2 separate regions of the Zea mays genome follow, and region 2 is linked to region 1. Evidence: chromatin contacts called from public Hi-C data. All regions are on one chromosome and are shown on one strand. Each heading gives the region's core, a stretch centred on a gene start, on an enhancer-like site or on the middle of the called end of the contact. The rest is flanking DNA. Distances are from core to core; before and after follow the strand shown.

Region 1 (4,221 bases), core at 1,065-3,564:
GAAGTTGAAGCAGCCCAGGCGCATCCCGACGCACGTGATGGAGAAGGGCTCGTCGTTGATGATGACGGGAACGTCGTGGGCGATGCCGGCGCAGGGTAGGCGGTCACCGTTGGCCACCGTGACCCGAAGGTGCTCGCCACCCGCCAAAGCTAGCCCGAGGCAGCTCATCATGTCACCGTTGAGGAAGTTGTGGGTTGACCCTATGTCCATGAGCGTGAGTAGTCGCTCGCCGTTGATGGTGACTGGTAGCAGCAGCGTCTTGTCCGTCCGGATGCCCGCCAGCGCGTGTAACGAGACCACCAACGCGTTGGCTCCGGTGACTTCTGGGGCGGCTGGCTCCTCCAGGGGGTCGACCCCACCCTCACCGACCGTCTCGTCGACCTCCAAGTAGAACAGCTGCTGGCAGACGTGTCCCCGAACGTAGGGTTCATCGCAGTTGAAGCAGAGCCCCTGTCGGTGCCGCTTCTGCTGCTCGGCCGGGGACAATCGGCGAAATGGGCGTGTCAGAGTCGTACTATCGCCTGGCGTCGTCGTACCGGTCGGTAGAGCCCCGGGCGGTGTTGGTGTCACGCGACCCGAGCCCTGCGCTCGTTGCGGTGGTCGCGACCCGCGCTACTGGGATGGGGGCTAGGTCGCCGCGCTCCGTTCGAACGCCCGCGCCAGGTACATGGCAGTTTGTAGATTCTGCGGATCGCGCAGCTCAACGTCCACCCACAAGTACTCGGGGAGGCCGCCCACGAATAACTCCGTCTTCTGCATGGGGGAGACGTCCCGAGCTCGACACAACAACGCCTGGAAGCGTTCCGAGTACTCCTGGACCGTGGACAGGAAGGGGAGGCGTCCCAGTTCCGCAAGGCGAGAACCGCGCACTGCTGGACCGAAGCGAAGGCGACACAGCTCGGCGAAGCGATCCCAAGACGGCATGCCCTCGTCCTGTTCCAGGGCATAGTACCACGTCTGTGCTGGCCCCTTAAGATGGTACGAGGCCAACCACGTGCGATCCGAGGCTGGCGTGCGCTGCCCCCGGAAGAACTGCTCACAATGATTTAGCCAGTTCAGCGGATATTCGGAGCCATCGTATGTGGCGAAATCCAGTTTGTAGTAGCGTGGAGGCGCGCGCGCCTCAGCGCCCCCGTAGGCTGCGGTCTCCACGTCGTTGTCCTGAGGCAGCCCGTGGTACGGTGACCACGCTGTTGTCGCCGCGGGTACGTGGGGGCGCAAGGGCCCCTGACCCAGGAACAGGGGGCCGTCGCCGCCTCCTAACAGCACCCCGGGAGGCCCACCGGCGGCGCTGCTGGGTAAGGAAGTCGTGAGGGCCGGTCGCAGGAGTGCCTCGGAGTACACTGGTGGTGAAACCGTAGGCGCGCCCTGCGCCCAAGATGGGATGGGGGATGGGGATGGTGGGAAGCGGATCATATGGATGGGGGCTGTGGTCGGTGGTGCGGTGGATGAAGGCCCGGGGTCGATCGACATGCCGTACTGGTAAGAGATTGGTTGCCGGGCGAGTGGAGGGAGTGGCGCAGGTGGCTGCGTGGGTGGGGGCAGTGCGGCCGACGGTGGCTGCGCCGTCAGGGACGGGTGCGGCGGCTGGGGTGGATGGGCGGCTTGTGGATTGGGGAAGGGGAGGTGGCCTGTCAGCATGACGTTCATGGTGATCTGCATATCGCGCATGGTGTGGCTGAGATCCGCCAAGGACGCCGCGATCTGGTCCGGTGTGAGCGCGGGGGTGGCCTGCTGGTTGATGGCCGCGCCGGGAGGGCCGAGCGCCATGGCCTCCGACGGCGCAGGGACCGCGGCCAGGGAGACGACCGGCGCTGCGGGCGGGCTTGTGGCCGGCGGCGGCTGCTGTCCCGGTGACAACGACTTGGAGGAACTCATGATCGTCGAGGGCTCTGATACTAGATTGGTAGAACTACGAATTCTACCGGGGAGATTGTGCAGATTGTAGGGTGGGGATTTGGTGCGACCAGGGCGGCGGTGCTGAGGCGCCGTCGTGATCCTGGCTGGGTCGCGCGTAGGGAGAAGATCACAGGAGACTCTGGCTCCCTCTGGGAAGGTAGAATAGATTAGAATTCTGCTTATCTTTATTCCAGAGTTTACAGATCTATATATAGAGCTATCTTAAGTCTATCTATTAACTTTGGATAAGTATAACTATCTAGATAGAGTTGATCTAAGTCTATCTACTAACTTTGGATAAGTATACCTAACTAGATAGAGCTGATCTATTAGCTATTGAGTCTTAGGCCCCGTCTAAGCAGTCTTTGCCTTATTACGCCTAATATAGGCTTAGCCATGCATAACAATATAATTCTCTATTCTATCTAGATCTCACTCTTTATTTCAAACCTTTAAGCCATAAATAGTGAAAAACATCTATACGCAGATTCTCCTGGAGATGAGCTTATTCACTCATTCGGACCAAGACGACGAACTTCGAATTTCCTCAATTTTCACGCGAGCACCTGTTTGTATCGCCGGCGGATCGGATATATTTTCTCGGTTCCTGCTACTCCTTTCTTTCTCGCCTGCATCCATGGTCTCGCTGCTCCCTCGCGCTCCCTCACTCGCCTTCCTCGCTAAGTCCGCCTCTTCGCAGCGGCCGCCTGCGCCATCCATGTCGTCGCCCTTCTCCGCCGCTTCCGTGGCCGCGGGGTCAGAGGCGGCAGCCGGCACGAGGAAGCTGCCTGTGCTGCTGTTCGACGTCATGGACACCCTCGTCCGGGACCCGTTCTACCACCACATCCCCGGCTTCTTTCAGTTCCGTACATACCGCGGCTCTTCTCGTTTACTTATTTGTGCGGTCTGTCGGGTGGGGTGGATTAAGGTGTGTCGCTCAATCGTTCGACGGAATGCATGTTTGATTCTGCGGAGTAGTATATTGTAAGGTGTTATAAATAGTATTTTTGTCTGTGTTGTGGTGGATTGTATCCGTGATCGGTTTGTTGGTGGAGAATTTGCGAACTGTGGTAGTGCTAGCCGAAAGGATTGGTTTGGTGTAATATTACAAAATCTAACATGACCTGGTTAATTCGTATGGTATTCTGTGAATTTATTGATGAAATAGCACGGCTGAAATGTGATTAGGTGTTGCCAACCATTTTGTTACCTTTCGTTCTGTACGTCCTTTTGCTTTGTTATGCCAGTAAACTGTAGTTCAGACACTTGCCCTGTGCCTGTGTTGATGTTTGCGATTATTGCACTACATTCTCATCTGTCTATCTCTATTTTTTTTTTTTTGCAGAATGTCCATGAAGGAACTACTAGAAGCCAAGCATCCAACGGCTTGGTCAGAATTTGAGAAAGGACTGATTGATGAGGTAAGTTCTAGATGCTTGGTGTAGTATTTGTATGTGTGGTATATGTACTAGTGGCATATGCTTGATGTCATTTGATCTTGCATTATCTGGTTTTAAATGAGTCATGCGTGTCATTTTTTTTCTTTGTGCATAGGAATACATGCTGGACTAATCCTGCTTGAATTTTCTTAGGTTTCCATACTCACTGTTCTTGCTTCCTACATCCAGAGATCCATTATTGAAAACATTGTAAGGAATCATGCAGATCATAGTTAAGAAAAAAAACTTAACCTGCGAGGGGCAAGGCAGCCCCTAGGCATTGCATTAATAAGATGTCATGCAGGTTGAGAAAACACCCGATCCCTGCCCCACCCATATATAGCGGCACCGTAGTCCCTATAGAAACGAAAACTTAATCTGGGAGGGGTAAGGCAGCCCCTAGGCAATAGGCATTGCATTAATAAGATGTCACAGGTTGAAAAAACCCTCGGACCCCTGCCCCACCCATATATAGCGGCACCGTAGTCCCTATAGAAACAATCACGACTAGGGTTGGAACTTAGATCTATGTTTTGCCATCAGGGAGATGAGGGGATTTTTCTAACCTTGGCCTAGAAATTTGCTTCCACGGGGAGTCGAACTGAGGACTTGAGTAGTGCTACGTAAGGCACCTAATCAACTCAGCTAGGAGCCTATTGCAGAGTTTGCATAAAGAAATGCAAAGTTTACAGATCCAAACTATTTTATTAATTATAAAAAACTATGTAGGAAAGGAGAAAAAAGTTAAAATGCTTTTTGTATCAACAATTTTGATAGAGGGTCATGGTATGTGATGTGGATTTAGGATTTTTGGCTGAACTGATGATTTGAGCTGTACCATTCAGATATCAAGTATTAGTACCATTTTTCTGAAGAACTTTTA
Region 2 (4,409 bases), core at 895-3,394, 140 kb after region 1:
AGTTTACACAACATTCTGATCACACTTTTGTTCTTTCTGAAAGTGATCTTGCTGAATGGATACTTGGATAGGCGTGAGCAGTTGGAGCTCACCGTCCATGGTTCTTAACAAACACCCTTGTCCCTTGGTACACGGTTTCACGTAGATTGGATAGAGCTGCATTCGAAAGCAGCCAATGCAAAAGTGGTGGTGAATGACACACTGAACGCTTTATTCTATGGAGATGATATTGTATTCTGATGAGCTAGAGAGTGAGAAGATATGTCATCCACACTTTATTCTTACAATGGTGTGTTATCCGTGTGTTAATTACAAACTTAATTCCCATGGCTTACATATATATAAAATATGAAACATGTATGTCTTTTTTTACATTAAATTTATTCCAAACGTGTACTCATATGTAACTGCTAAAGTTTCTATAAAGTTTCTAGAGGTTACAATTCAAGAAAAATGTACAAAATTTAATTCTTTAATTTTTTTTAATATTGTCGAAGGCAGTGATTTACATTTAGGCGTGTTTGGCATGGCTTTGGAACAAAACTCCAAGCAGGATCTGGCTAGAGCCTGCCAAACACCATAGCTTAAGAGTTGCAAATTCTATAGAGTTTTCAGAGCCACGGTACAAATTTTTTGAGTACCTGTTTTGCTGCTGCTCTGAAATTTCTAAAAAAACAACCTAAACATGGAGTCTGGAGTTATTTATCCGCCACTGGTTACGAGAAACCAATCAAAACTCTCTAGAGCAGAGCTGCTCCACCCAGAGTTTTGAAATAGAGCTGCTCTAGAGTGGAGCAGAGCCTTGCCAAACACGTCCTTAAACCAAAAGTAAACACACAATAAAAAATATATTATGGTTTTTCTTGTTTTGGCAACATACAATTTGTACTCTCTCTTTTGTACTATAAGATATTTTGGCTTTTCTAAATACATAGTTTTAATAGATGTTGGAGGCCTTCTTCTATCGAAGGTCCTCAAACCACGAACTCAATAATTGTTGTCTACCTTGTTCTATATGTTGTGGGGCTAATGTCGAAGGTAAGCTTCGGCCAAATCTACCGACGCACATGAACTCTAAGGAGAAGAAGCTTCGGGCAAACACTATGTACGCATACTCCATGAAGCTAAATAAAATCACAAGAAACTTTCGAAGCCCAAAAGTTCAGGACGTGAGAAGGAAAGGACAACATTGTCATCGGTATGTATGATAGTTTAAATGTATATGTTATAGGACAGAGTTGTAAATTCGCTAAAGTTGTACTCTGCGACTATAAATAGATGAACAGTGGCATGCATTAGTTACATGATTTTTTCCTTTCCTCAATTGGAATCAGGCCCACTGCTCTTCATACGAAGTTGTATCTTTCTCTCTTTCTCCTTATTATAAGGTACTTATGTAGACCTTTGATTAATAAAGAAAGAGGAAACCTTACATAACATTGTTCTCTATATATTTAAATTGTATGATTGTTGAGTGTACCTTGGTTCAACATCATTTATGTTTCTGTTTTAAATACTTCATTTGTTTATCTATCCCTTCATCTTTTCCTTGCGTATCAAGCTTCTCTCTGGAGATGATAGAACAACATGGTGAAAATGAAGCTCAATTTCACTATGTTGCCTTGATTTGTAATACTTTCAGGGGATTAAAATCAAATGTCAACAATACATGTATGTATAGTGTATATATCTTATAATTTGGAAAACGGGAATAAGGAGGAGCGTTCGTGAATTGAATAAAAATGAAGCAAGTTTGTACGCGTTGGCAAAATCTAGAAAATGTGCATTTCGCTACAATTTTATTCCTTACGAACAATAGTACTGCTCCAAGTCAATTGTTTGAGAAAACAAAACACATTAAAGCTTGAGCTTTAAATGGTCAGAGTTCATGGACCTAAATGCAAATCTGAAGGAAAAAATAGAGTGAAAAAGGAAAGGAGAGGGCACCAGTTCCACGCTGCTCCACCTCCGGTCAAATCCCCGGGCGCAAACGTGCAAGATGTGCTTTGTTCTCTCGCTTTCCAATTAGCCAACACGTCTCGCGAGAAAACGGATACACACACACACACCCGTTGTCGGTCCCCTCCTCTCCCATATAAAGGCTCGGGAGCCTCCTTCACCTCCAGCTCTAACTGCCAAACTCCGACCTCGCTCTCTGACGTCGTCGTCTCTCCTTATTTGGATCTCTCTCCCAGAGCTCACAACAAATCAACCGTGTGCAGCTGCTGCAGAACCAGAGAAGCTGCACCCTATCGATCGATCAGCAGCAGCTAGCAATGGCGGTACACCTCCCGGTACCTCAGCCTTCTTCTGGCCTATGCGCGAAACCCCAGCAGCAGCGGGGCAATGCCTCCACCGCGGCGGCGGCGGTGGCCACGCCGCCCTCCACATTCGCTCCGCAGACCACACGGCTGTCGGCTCCGACCATCGCGCTGAACATCAGACACACGACGACGCCGGCAGCGCCGCCGGTCGTCGTCATGACCGAGAGAGTGGCGAAGAAGCAGAACGAGGAGACGACGGCGACGCTGGCGAGCATGTGGCGGGAGATTCAGGGCGCCCGCGACTGGGCCGGCCTGGTGGAGCCGCTGCACCCGCTCCTCCGCGCCGAGATCGTCCGGTACGGCGAGCTCGTAGCCGCCACGTACAAGGCGTTCGACCTCGACGCGTGCTCCAAGCGCTACCTCAACTGCAAGTACGGCAAGGCCAGGATGCTCGAGGCCGTCGGCATGGCCGGCGCCGGGTACGACGTCACCAGGTACATCTACGCCGCGCCGGACATCGCGCTCCCCGGCGCGGCCGGGCCGTGCCCGAGCCGGTGGATCGGGTACGTGGCGGTCGCGTCCGACGAGACGGCGCGCCGGCTCGGGCGCCGCGACGTCGTCGTCTCCTTCCGCGGCACGGTCACCGGTTCCGAGTGGGTGGCCAACATGATGAGCTCCCTCGAGCAGGCCAGGTTCGATCCGGCGGACCCGCGCCCCGACGTGAAGGTCGAGTCGGGCTTCCTCTCCGTCTACACCTCCGACGACGCCACCTGCCGCTTCACCTACGGCAGCTGCCGAAACCAGCTGCTTTCCGAGGTCACTCGCCTCATCAGCAAATACAAACACGAGGAGATGAGCATCACGCTGGCCGGCCACAGCATGGGCAGCTCCCTCGCCCTCCTCTTGGGCTACGACCTTGCCGAGCTCGGTCTCAACTGCGACGGTTGCGGCGACACCGTGCCGATCACCGTCTACTCCTTTGCTGGCCCGAGGGTTGGCAACACTGGGTTCAAGAATCGGTGTGATGAGCTCGGGGTGAAGGTGCTAAGGGTGGTAAATGTCAATGACCCTATCACCAAGTTGCCCGGCATCTTCTTGAACGAGAACTTCTTCGGGGCCGGCAGGTTGGAGCTTCCATGGAGCTGTGCCTGTTACACGCATGTCGGTGTCGAGCTTGCCCTGGATTTCTTCAAGGCGAGAGATCCTGCTTGTGTGCATGACCTAGAGGCCTATATAGGGTTGCTCAAGTGCCCTAACAAGGTTGCAGTGGTGAAAAACGACGGGGAGCATGTTTTGAGCAAGGCAATGAAGTTTGTGCTTCAACACAGTTTTGATACTTGGAGATGGCAAATGGCCGCAATCCAAGTTGGTGAGTTAGTGCAAGCCATTGGGTTGTAGATTGATTGATACAGGGGTCCAATTTCATTCCCATTTTTTGTGGGGGATATGAAACATAGATGCCCTTGTAAATTCATTCATCTTGTCGGTAAAACGAGGTAGAGAAGAGTGGAAATTAAGGGGGGAAACTCGGAATTGTACATGAAAGGTAACAAAAACAATCAAAAGAAATACTGATCATAGTTAATACATATACTCGGAATTGCTAATTTCTAGCCATCACAAATTGTTTAAACAGCATTCTAGTATAACGAAGCTTTGTACTGTTGGTCCTACTACGCCTATTTTCACTCGCATAAGATCATGAAATTCACGAACTTCACAGGTGCCTTCTTAAACTGTGGCAGTGTTAACCTATTTATACACTTGGGACTTGTTTAAGCCAGCCACCAGGGGTAAAATATATTTGCACTAGCGCCAGTGTAAAAGCATTTTTAGAGGTGGTTGGTTTAAGCCAACCACTGATATAAGTTCTTTTACACTGGCATATTATTTAAAGGTTTGTAAAGGACCGGTGAGATCATCAGAGGGGGTGAGAGAGTCAATCAAATTTTGCGGCTAAAAACTGAATTTGATCGCTTCACTTCAATCGAGATGAAGAATGTGTTCGCAGTTTGCCTCTGGAAATTGGTTTCTAGAGGTAATTTAGTTGCATAACCGCTAAATAGTTATCTTTAAAAAAATTATTGCCACATATTTTCCGCCAGAGGAGGCAATTCCATTTAAAATTCGAATAAACCAAACATA

The links. Hi-C and Micro-C count contacts between places; a contact is called where the count stands out from the background.
Region 2: a Hi-C map of leaf mesophyll shows a contact between it and region 1, with 1.5 times the contacts expected there. The contact joins the promoter of LOC100382214 here to the promoter of LOC100283746 in region 1. A contact is called at or near these places in 9 of 25 Hi-C or Micro-C datasets (ear, endosperm, leaf and 2 more).

What each region holds. Positions count from the first base shown.
Region 1 is chr4:18,530,836-18,535,056 of Zm-B73-REFERENCE-NAM-5.0, forward strand. It overlaps LOC100283746, which reads left to right and starts at 2,315. Exons shown (of 7, transcript NM_001156645.1): 1 at 2,315-2,760; 2 at 3,245-3,320. The coding sequence starts at 2,399.
Region 2 is chr4:18,671,530-18,675,938 of Zm-B73-REFERENCE-NAM-5.0, forward strand. It overlaps LOC100382214 (Galactolipase DONGLE chloroplastic), which reads left to right and starts at 2,145. Exons shown (of 1, transcript NM_001174971.1): 1 at 2,145-3,909. The coding sequence starts at 2,277. The coding sequence ends at 3,662.